Regions from separate parts of the Mus musculus genome. Here regions 1 and 3 are each linked to region 2. The links are chromatin contacts, called in public promoter capture Hi-C maps. All regions are on one chromosome and are shown on one strand. The core of a region is the stretch at or near the end of the contact, and the rest is flanking DNA. Distances in the headings are between cores, read along the strand shown.

Region 1 (3,545 bases), core at 709-3,208, 1.1 Mb after region 2:
AGACTGTCCAGTTCTCCTGGAAGCCCCTGGTCTAGGAAGTCAAGGAGTCTAGTTAGAACTGCAGGCTGAAGCAGGGACACTGGGCCCTAGTCTTCTCAATAGGTGTTTTTTGGGGTGACGTCATACCCAAGCTTCCTCCAGATTGTTCCCCTGTGGAGTTCACAGACAGGCTTAATGAGCCCCTCAGGTGCTGCATCCAGCCAGCGCCCTACCCTACCCGATGTCTGGGAGACAAAAATAATTCCAAGAAATGGGTAGCCTAGGTCAACCCATTTCAGCCCCTGCCCCCAGGGCTCTCAGAAGCAAGGTGATAGGGTCCTGCTGGCACGTCCAATCTCATCGACCCAACAGTTTCAATTATGAATATGTCAGCGATCCTAGAATCCAGATCCACTGCAAGTCTCAAAGAGAAGATGCACCAGGCTGGGCAGTGCTTTCTAATAGGGAAGGGCTCTCTTCATCCTGTTCCTCCCCTTCAAACAGCTCTGTGGACTAGGAATGACTTTATCATCCACAGCAAAGGGATCACACACAGAAGGTATGGATGATAAATTTGGTGGGCAGAGCACCAGGGCTCATCTCTTAAGGCTCAAGCTGGCTTCAGGACCAGTTCTAGAGATGGCAAAAGATTCCTGTGTTGCATAACTCTGGTCATTACAGACATCACGACATGGCAGACACTACTAATCAATTGCAGTCTTTTTATTTTTATTTACTTTACTTATTTATTAAGAGACACCGTCTCTTCTAACCCAGGCTAGACCCCAATTCTGTGTAGCCATAAACTGCCTTGTCCTTCTGGTCCTCTTGCCTCCATTTCCCAAGGATTATAGGCATCTGCCACTGTGCCCAGATTTAGCACTTTTTGTTTTTTAAATATAAACTTGGACATAAAGATTCCTTTAAAAGTTTTATTTTGTGGGCTTGAGAGATGACTCAGCGATTAAGAGCACTGGCTATTCTTCCAGAAGATCCAGGTTCAGTTTCTAGCGCCTACATTTTTGCTTATAAATATCTGAAACTCTAGTTCCAGGGGCTCCAGTGCCCTCTTTTGGCCTCTGAGGACACGGGGCATATATGTAGGGCAGAGACATACATGCAAGCAAAACACTGGTATGCATAAATTAAATTTAAAAAGTTTAAATTCTTCATCATCAGTGGGACAGGGTCTCATCATTTAGCCCTGGTTGTCCTGTAACTTACTCTGTAGACCAGGCTGGCCTTTAACTCAGATACCTGCTGGGCTCTGCCTCTGAGTCCTGAGATTTGGAGGTTCGTGCAGTCACGAGCACTATCACGCCAGCTCTGATTGTTGATTTTTTGCATGAGTCCAACATCGGTCTCAGAGAGTTTGGAGTGGTCGTGTTGTCACAGTTCTTTTGTTATGCCTGGGAACTTTTATATTTTGAGAATTTTTAGTTCTTACTATGTAGCCCAGGTTGGCTTCAAACTCATGAATGATTCTCCTGCCTCTGCTTCTCCAGTGCAAGTACCACACCAGGCACACCCAGCCGCAGGCCTGGAAATTTGCTCCACCCTACCCATACCCTTCATAGATAAGGAAACCAAAGTTCAGAGAAGGTGAATCACCTTCTCAAAGCTGCACAGCTCCAGTGTGGACTGTGAACCTGGACTTTCTCAGAGACTATGGGGGCTCCTTCACGCACCCCACCCCAACCCCGCTTTTCCTCTAGGTTCTGTCCCTGGCATCCTGCCAGCCCTCTCCAGGATACGGTCTTGTTAACTGCTCCCATCTACCCTCCACCATCCTTCTTCTAGAGAAGGGGCCTAACCGGAAGGCTGCTCTTGTTAGGAAGTTCCACCCACGTGAGTGAGCGTGAGCGAGCAAGAGCCAGGGATTCTGGGCAGCCCATGGTTTTAGGAGAAACTGAAACTGGGTGTGCTAGGGGCGGAGTGGCCACTGGGGATTTAAAGAGCCACCACTTCCTTGGGCCTCCATAGGTCACTGGGAGGGGACAGCTGCTGAGGGGACATCCAGGACCAGACTGAACCTCTTTTCCCCTTGCCTAAGCCATGCAACTCTGTGGGAGTAGCGAGCTGCTGACTGAGACAGTGAGTACAGGGGACTAGGAAAGAAACGCTATGGAGAGAGACAAGGAAGGCTGCAGTAAGGTCACCATGATCTGTGTGACCTGGGAACTGGGCTGCACACTCCCATCTCACGGTTTAGTTCCTCCTGGGCACTGGAATGACTTCCTGGCGCTCACACTGCAGACCAGTCTCCAGCTTTGAACTTGGACCCTGCATGCGTGCGTACTGCTTCCTCGCAATCCATTTGCTCTCACCTTGCAGCGTTTCCCAGATCCTTCCCTTCTCTCTCTAGTCTCCCAAATCACAGCTGCCTTCTTTCCTCGCTGACTCTGTCTTTCTCCAGCCTCTATTCTGGTCTGAAGTTTGCCCTGAGGAGGATATAGCCACAATCCAAGGGACATGCAGAGTCCTCAGCCAGAGTGGCTGGAGTCTTGCCTGAGGTGGAGTGACAGAGACAGGGTCCCGCTCTAGGCATTTGACTTCAAGTTCCATTTAAGTTTTGTGGTCCCCGGGGTTGGAGGGCTCAGAGCTCTCAGGAGCAGTCCTCTCTGCCCAATGGAATCTCCATCAGTTCTAGGCAGCCGCCCCACTGCCCTGTGAGTGAGCATGGAGTCTTGTAGATCTCTTCTGTGCCAGGTAGGTGACATTCCTGCTTTGAGGAAAGATCTCGTGTATCCCAGGCTGGCTTCAAACTCACTATGTAGCCAAGTCTGGCCTGAACTAATCCTTCCATTACATCTTGCCATTTTGCCTAATTTTATTTGTTTGTTTTGTCTCCTCTTCCTACTCCTCCTTTTTCTTCTTCTTTTTCCCACTTCTGTGCCCTTCTAGTTTTGTGCCTGGTGCATAGTAGATGTTTAATAAATGTTTGTTGAAGGGATGGGGAGATAGCATAGTCAGTGAAGTACTTGTCTCGGAAGCCTAAAGACCTGAGCTTGGTCCCTAGCATCCATAAAGCACCTGGTTAGGTGGCAAGCACCTGTAAGCCCAGCCCTGGGAGAGGGGCGCTTGCTGACCAGGCAGCCCAGTCTTACTGGTGAGTCCCAGACCAGTGAGAGACTATATCTCACAAACAAACAACAAACAAACAAACAAACTAGGTGGGGGCCAGTTAGGAATGCTCACTGCTCTTGGAGAGGACCCGAGATTGGTTCCCAACACCTTCACGGGGCAGCTCACAACCAAATCACCTGTAACTCCAGCTCCAGGGGACTTAACACCTGCTTCTGGTTTCCAAGGGTACAGACACTCACATGCATACACAGGTCACCACATATACACACAACTTAAATTAAAAGAAGGCAGATGGCTTCTGAACATGAATGATACTTAAGGCTGTCCTCCTACAGTGTACACACACACACACACACACACACACACACACACACACACACAGAGGAAATTAAATGTTGTTTCAGTAAGTGAGTGCCAGCCCCTTTAGACTGAGTTGAGGACAGGCACATGGGATCATATCAGACCCTGACCCTGCTGCC
Region 2 (3,790 bases), core at 336-2,835:
CAGCACTCTCCTGTCCCCGGTCCTGGTACAGGCCGTTCCTTCTCTGAAACGCCTCATCCCCTTCCATCCCAGCCCAAGACAACAGACTGCTCCCCAGACCCTCATCTCCATCTTCAAGATGGTGCCAGGGCAACATCCCACCCCCTGTCCCACTTTGACTCACTCTCCTATCACTGTCAAGTAGGAAACAGGTCAGTAATAGTTATTAGAATAAGCATTCGAAAAATGCAAGTGACTAACTGTGTGTAGGTAAAACTGTCGAGAGATGCTCAAGGCAGAGGGGATGAAGAGGCCTTGAAAACCTGTTAGAACTGAACTCAAGACTGTCCCTCTTGGCATAATGGAAGTCTGGAAAGAAAACTTAAAGAGTAACTGTCTTTCCCAGTGTAATCCATTGCTGTCTTTTCCCTAACGTCACCAGCTAGGGTTAGATGCAGCCCAGGGGTAAGAGTGTTTGCCTCGCATGCACAGGGCTCTGAGTTCAGTTCCCAGTACCACACAGTCATCTGCAGTCCACCATGATCTAAGGAACCACCTTCGATGAGCCAAGCCTGGTGGCTAGATTCCGGGAACAGGACAGAACAGGGATAGTAACAGCATGGTCTGGCTGATACATAGGAAAAACATTCTAAAAAACTATATTCTTTAGAAGACACACATTTATATAACCTTGTATATATATACTTTTATATATTCATATTTATTTGTATTTATTACTTAGAAGCACGTGTGCCACTGTGCTTGTGTGGAGGTTAGGGAACAATTTGCTGGAGTCGCTTCAGTTTTTCTAACATATGGGTCCTGGGCGTGGCCTCGGGGCATCAGGCTTGGCAGCAAACGCTCTCACCAGTCCACATAAATATATTTCTTTTTCTTTTTTTTTTTTTTTTTTTCGTTTTTTTGAGACAGGGTTTCTCTGTATAGTCCTGAATATATCCTGGAACTCACTCTGTGGACCAGACTGGCCTCGGACTCAGAAATCCGCCTGCCTCTGCCTCCCAAATGCTGGGATTAAAGGCGTGCGCCACCACGCCTAGTGAAAATTAGGTTTTTAAGCACTCCTGAGGGTGGCAGTGGCGACTACAGGGGAGGGGGCCGAACGTCACCTGGGCCACGATTCCCTCCAGAGCCTTTGTTCAATCCTCCTTGTTGGACCCAGGTACCGTAGGAGGGCCTATCTGTCCGTCTTCCACATATGTTGGGGATTTTCGTTTGCAAAAGTGCCTCGACCTCTGGGGGAACTCCCTCGGAGCACCGCGCTGGGACCTTCTGCGACAATTGATGACACTGGCTTCTTCCTTCTGGTCGGACTTACTTCCTAATCTGCTTAGAGCTTAGAGGGCTCCAAACCTTAGAACACGCCAAGAGGAAGAACCTCCCAGCTAGATCGACTGTGCCCAACAACCACCGGACCCCTTCCCTCCTGCGCAGTCCTTATCCCTTCCCCAGAGATTCCGGACCCGTGCCTAAGGAGAAGACGGGTGCGAGGCGAAGGGACGGCGGTGAGACACAGCTTCAGGCGCGGAAGCAAGCTAGAAGGCGGAACCTAATACCCTAAAGGCACAGCCACCAGCGAGGCGGAGTCTGGAGAGCGGGCGTCCGGGGGAGGGGAGCAATGGCTCTTTGTTCCCGCCCTGGAGGCGGAGCCGAGGTCCGAGCCTGCAAAACGTGGTCCGCAGTGTAACCCAACCCCGACCCTCCGCTACGGCGCTCCGACCTTGGGATTCCTGGACACCGACCAGCGTCGCTCTCCTTCGGCCTCCCAGCCCTGCGTAGGCGCAGGTGCAGCCGCCTTCTGTGGGCCTGGTGCAATAGGACTGCGGCAACCATGGCGCGGGGAAACGCCCCTCGGGACAGGTGAGGTGGGAACCCATGTGCTGCGTACCGTGGCCCAGGTGGCCACGAGCCTTTGAATTCCCGCTCGTCTTGATGCTCCTGGGCTCAAAGACGAACGGGACTACAATTCCCATCAGCCGATTCCCTTAGCTGCTTGAGCCAGGGTGATGGGGATTGTAGTCCGTTCTACTGAGGGGCGGCTAGGGCGGCCCAGGCGTACGTCCTCGGGGTGACCTTCTGATTGATCCCCACAGCTACCACCTGGTTGGGATCAGCTTCTTCATTCTGGGACTGGGCACCCTTCTCCCCTGGAACTTCTTCATTACCGCCATCCCGGTGAGACCCGCGGCCGCTGGGCAACCTCATGGCCACAAACCAACATCCCTCCAGCCGTCTTGAACTGAGCCACTTTCCTCACCAGGCCACTTACTACAGCTCAGCCTGTCAGGGACAGCACCAAGCCTCATAGAGGGAACCGCCTCTCCCCTGGCTAGGCAAACTTTTAGGAAGGTACAGATCTCAGAGGTGCAGGGCCATCCACGTAGGGAGTCTGACCAGCAAAGGAGTTTCCATCCCATGCCCTTTGTCGTTATTTTTGGCCAGTCACTCCAAAGTGTCTTTTTTCCAAGCCTTTGGCTTTCTTTGCAATGACATGAGTTACAGTCATTCAACTAATAATTAATGAGCAACTACTGTAGACAGATGTGGAGGAAGGCCCGATTCCCCAAAGCATGCATTCTTTTATAGAAAGGCAGAAATCTATAGCTTGTTTTCTCCTTTTTGTTTTATTGTTGTTGTTGTTTTCGTTTTTTTCGAGACAGGGTTTCTCTGTGTAGCCCTGGCTGTCCTAGAACTCACTCTGTAGACCAGGCTGGCCTCGAACTCAGAGATCTGCCTGCCTCTGCCTTCTGAGTGCTGGGATTAAAGGCGTGCATCACCACTGCCTAACTTTTGTGTTTTCTTTAGAATAGGGTTATTCAAACATATTCAGTGGGTTAACTTCCCAGGTGTCTGTGGAGTGCTGGCATCGGTGCTGGACCCTGATACCCAAAGATGGATCAGCTACTGAATCTGAGAGACACAGAGCCAGGGCTATTAATAATGAAACAAGACACGTGCCAGGCCATTCCACCCTGAAGCAGAGAGCTATAAAGGTTCTCAAAAGAAATTTCTTCTGCTTCATAGAAAAGATTTGTAAATTAGGAACTGAGCAGACAAAGGGTGGAAGCAAAGCGCATCCTATTTAGAGAAAGATCTGGAGCCTGCAGCTTACCAGAATGGAAGGATGCTAAACCGTGAGGTCTGCCTTGCAGGCAGGGTACGCATAAGAGTGCTGGGCTCTGTGTGCCCGAGAAAACGGATTGGCTTAGTTCCCAAGCTAAGGCCTCGCATACAGTAGATGTTCAATAAGTACCCATGGAATGAATAAGGGTTGAGGTGGTTATAGCAGGGGAATGGAGGCTAGGTCCAGGACACTGAAAAGGAGATGGAACCCAGAGATGCAGCAAGACCTTGGGCTCAGGCGCAGCAGTTAGCCATCTTTAATCCCAGCACTCTGGAGGCAGAGGCAGGCAGATTTCTGAGTTCAAGGCCAGCCTGGTCTACAAAGTGAGTTCCAGGACAGCCAGGGCTATACAGAGAAACCCTGTCTCGAAAAAAAAAAACAAACAAAGACAGCCCCACAGATGTTAACCAAACAAAGATGCTCAATTGACAAGTGTGGGGGGGTGCTTTCTGACCTTACACTGTCTACACCGTCTCTGTGTGGCAGTACTTCCAGGGGCGGTTAGCAGGGACCAACAGCAGTGCTGAGACCATGGGCACCAACCACACCAGTCCCACAGACACTTTCAACTTCAACAACTGGGTGACACTGCTGTCCCAGCTGCCTCTACTGCTCTTCACGCTCCTCAACTCCTTCCTGTATCAGTGGTGAGAACCAGCCCCAACCACC
Region 3 (3,473 bases), core at 184-2,683, 1.1 Mb after region 2:
GAGAGAGAGAGAGAATGAGAATGAGAGAGAGAGAGAGAGTTCTCTAAAATGTGGGAGGCCATGAGTTCAACCCTAGCACTGGAAAAAAAAAACAACTCTATGCATGTGTAAGGCATGTGACTAGATCTAAAAGGCTAACAGGAAGACATAAGGGTTCTGAATGCCTTGTCATCCTTTCTACCCTCCGGCATCTTCCTAGAGACAATTATTATATTTGTATTTTTTGGCATGAAAAAGTAAACCCCCGGAACACTCTTGACGTATCTAAGACTCTGACTTAGATTGCTTTGGGAGCGACTTGTATGTGTTTGCTTCCTTTTAACAGTCGACAAGCCACTAATCAAACAGTTGCCAAGTTGAAAAAAATTTAAGTACAAGAAAATATATAGTCAGTCTTTCCGCAGCAACCCGGTTTCTCCCATTGGAGACCTCCATAGTTACCTTGGGTAAAATTCTAAAAGCATTCTTTCATGCTGATGTTTCTACGAGCTCATTCTAAGTTTTATTGTTACAAACACCAATTTCAGCTTATTGACTTCCTTATCTGTTAAGACCAGTCTTTTTTTTTTTTTGCGTGAGTTTTTAAAACCACACAAATTATATATATATAATATATAAATAGTATAATAAAATTATATGTGTATATGTGTATATACACACACACATACATTTAAACTTTTAAAGAGCTTTTTTTATAGTTGGTCCTGGTGGTGCACGCCTTTAATCATAGCACTTGGGAGGCAGATGCAGGAGGGTCTCGGTGACTTCCGGGCCAGTCTAGTTTACATCGTGAGTTCGCAAAAGCCAGGGCTGTCTCAAAAAAAGAAAAGATAGATAAATAAAAAGGTGGTGGTGGGGCTTTTACGGATCAAGCAGGGAAAATTACCAAAAGTTACTCTAAGCGATTAGAGAAGGAATATTTAGGTTAATCCGGAGTTTTCTTGCTTTGAGAAATTCGTAGACCGCATCTAGACATCACCAACAACAGAGAGGGGGTACCGGGCCAAGCGCAGAGCCAAGCTCCACAGACTTTAAAAAATGACCCTTAGCCCCGCCCCAGGAGGTGAGGCGCCTTAAATCTTCTGTCTCAGGCGCCTCTTAAAGGGGAAATCTATTTGTGTAGGCCAAACCGCGACCTCCTTGAAGCTCTTTGCCTTTAAGGTACAGCACGGATCCGGAGCTGCTTAAAAGGGTAATGCTCCCCCGCTGGGTCCCACCTCACCTGAGCGGTTACTTTGTACTCTGTGTAACCCTTGGGGTGGGTCCTAGGGTCCGAGACTGTGTAGTGTCGCAGGAAGTCATCCTTCGCTTGGCGCGACATGACAGCGGAGCCGGTCGCCGGCTCCTCCTCCTGCACGTCGCCCCCGCTCCCCGCGTGTTGAGCCTACTGCCACTGCCAGGATCCGGCCTGCGCCCTTCTTCAGGCCCAGGGACCTAGTCGCAAGTGACACAACCGTTCTTGGCTTGGGGGCGTGGCTAAGGGAGTGTCTGACAAGTTCTAGGTCATTGGTAAAGCGGAGTTCTAGGTAGAGACTAAGGATTGGTTGTTTGGGAGAGGATTTACCAGCTGGCATCCTGGCATGTGATTGAACCCACTTCCCCCTAACGTAAACCCTCCTTACAGACCTCCGAAACGTTTCTTTATTTATCTTCTTTACACTCATCCAGCCTCTTATTTATGAATTATTTTAAGCTAAGATCTCTGCTGTGTTGACCAACTTCTGGGCTTAAAATATTCTCCTACCTAAGCCTCCTGAGTATCTGGAACTTCAGGTGCTTGGCATAGGGTCTAACCCATGCAACTTTTATTGTGTTCAAAATGTGCCTAGCAGAGCCAAGTTCCCTGCCTCCCTGTGCGGATTGGGGGGTGGGGGGAACGACACACACTGACATTTTCTGATGCTGAAAAAACTGGATAGTGACAGAGGCTCTGAAATCACAACACTTACACGTATTTGAATTCCCCTTAACTGCTTCAAATTTGGGGAGGTTGGACGTTGAGATGATCTCATGTAGCCCAGTTTGGCCTCAGACTCTCTATGTAGTTGAGGCTGGCCTTGGATTTCTGACCCTCCAATTTCCATCTCCCAAATGCTGAAATCCTTGGTAAGCATTACATTTCCCTCTTGTAACTGCATGCATCTAGTTTTTCATCTATGGAAAGTGGTACCTGACACAGTATCTTCTGTAACAGATCAGATCAAGAGGCATGCTGGCACAACACAGGGATAGCGAAAACCCAACACCAATTGATCAAGGCCAAATTGGTGTGGAAGATTATCACTAAACATAGATTGCAGCACATCCCACCACTACCAGAAATCCCATCTTCAAATAGGAAAGAGTGGATAAAAGAACCATTAAGGGTTGGAGAGATGGCTCAGCGGTTGTGAGCACTGACTGCTCTTCCAAAGGTTCTGAGTTCAAGTCCCAGCAACCACATGGTGGCTCACAGCCATTCATAATGAGGTATGACGCCCTCTTCTGGGGTGTCTGAAGACAGCTACAGTGTGCTGTAAATATAATACATGTAAATATGTAAATATAATAAATAAATAAATCATTAAAAAAAAGAACCATTAAAAAATCTGAGGTGAGATGGCTCAGCAGTTAAGAGCACTGACTGCTCTTCCAAAGGTCCTGAGTTCAAATCCCAGCACCCACATGGTGGCTCACAACCATCTGTAATGAGATCTGACTCCCTTTTCTGGGGTGTCTGAAGACAGCAACAGTGTACTTACATATAATAAATAAATAGATCTTTTTTTTTTTTTAATCTGAGATGTTGGCTGCGGTGGTACATCACACTTTTAGTCCCAGCACTAAGGAGGCAGAGGCAGGTGAATCTCTGTTTTGAGGGCGAAAACAAACAAACAAACAAACAAGAAAATAAACCATTTGTTATAGTTTGTATATGCTCAGCCCAGGGAGTGGTACTATTGGAAGGTTTGGCCCTGTTGGAGTAGGTGTGTGGGTGTGGGCTTTGAGACTCTCCTCATTCTAGCTGCCTTAGAAGTCAGTCTTCCACCAGCTGCCTTCAGATGAAGATGTAGATCTCTCAGCTTCTCCTGTACCATGTCTGCCTGGATACTGCCATGCTACTTCCTTGATAATACTGGGCTGAACCTCTGAACCTGTAAGCCTGATCAAATTAAATGATGTCCTTTATAAGGGTTGCCTTGGTCATGGTGTCTTCTAGGAAGTGTTTTCTGAGAGCATAAAGAAGCTGGGTTCCAGAGATAGCCAAGGCACTTGGTAATGTATAAGAGTCACCCAGGTGGTACTGATTTTGAAGACATGAAGAGGTCAATGAAGAGCAGCTGAGGCTTGGCACTGTGAGAGGCCATGGAAGGCCATTGGTGAAGGTGCAGCCTCAGTTGTATTTGGTGGCCCAGGACTGAAGGAGTCATGCAAAGGAGTTGAGGCTTGGCACCATGAAGACAGCCTGTGAGGGGCTATTGGTTGAGGCCTGA

Evidence for each region. Promoter capture Hi-C pulls out the DNA fragments that hold promoters and counts their contacts. Capture Hi-C pulls out chosen DNA fragments and counts their contacts.
Region 1: a promoter capture Hi-C map of liver shows a contact between it and region 2, with 6 times the contacts expected there. A contact is called at or near these places in 1 of 39 promoter capture datasets (liver) and 1 of 9 other capture datasets (adipose tissue).
Region 3: a contact with region 2 is called in a promoter capture Hi-C map of adipose tissue, with 2.1 times the contacts expected there. A contact is called at or near these places in 1 of 130 datasets of targeted methods (microglia) and 2 of 9 other capture datasets (adipose tissue and liver).

What each region holds. Positions count from the first base shown.
Region 1 is chr19:6,162,481-6,166,025 of GRCm38.p6, forward strand. Batf2 (basic leucine zipper transcription factor, ATF-like 2) reads left to right here and starts at 1,959. Exons shown (of 3, transcript NM_028967.2): 1 at 1,959-2,073. The coding sequence starts at 2,035.
Region 2 is chr19:5,022,421-5,026,210 of GRCm38.p6, forward strand. It overlaps Slc29a2 (solute carrier family 29 (nucleoside transporters), member 2), which reads left to right and starts at 1,586. Exons shown (of 12, transcript NM_007854.3): 1 at 1,586-1,857; 2 at 2,091-2,172; 3 at 3,608-3,768. The coding sequence starts at 1,829.
Region 3 is chr19:6,126,827-6,130,299 of GRCm38.p6, forward strand. Snx15 (sorting nexin 15) reads right to left here and starts at 1,434. Exons shown (of 8, transcript NM_026912.2): 1 at 1,223-1,434. The coding sequence starts at 1,321.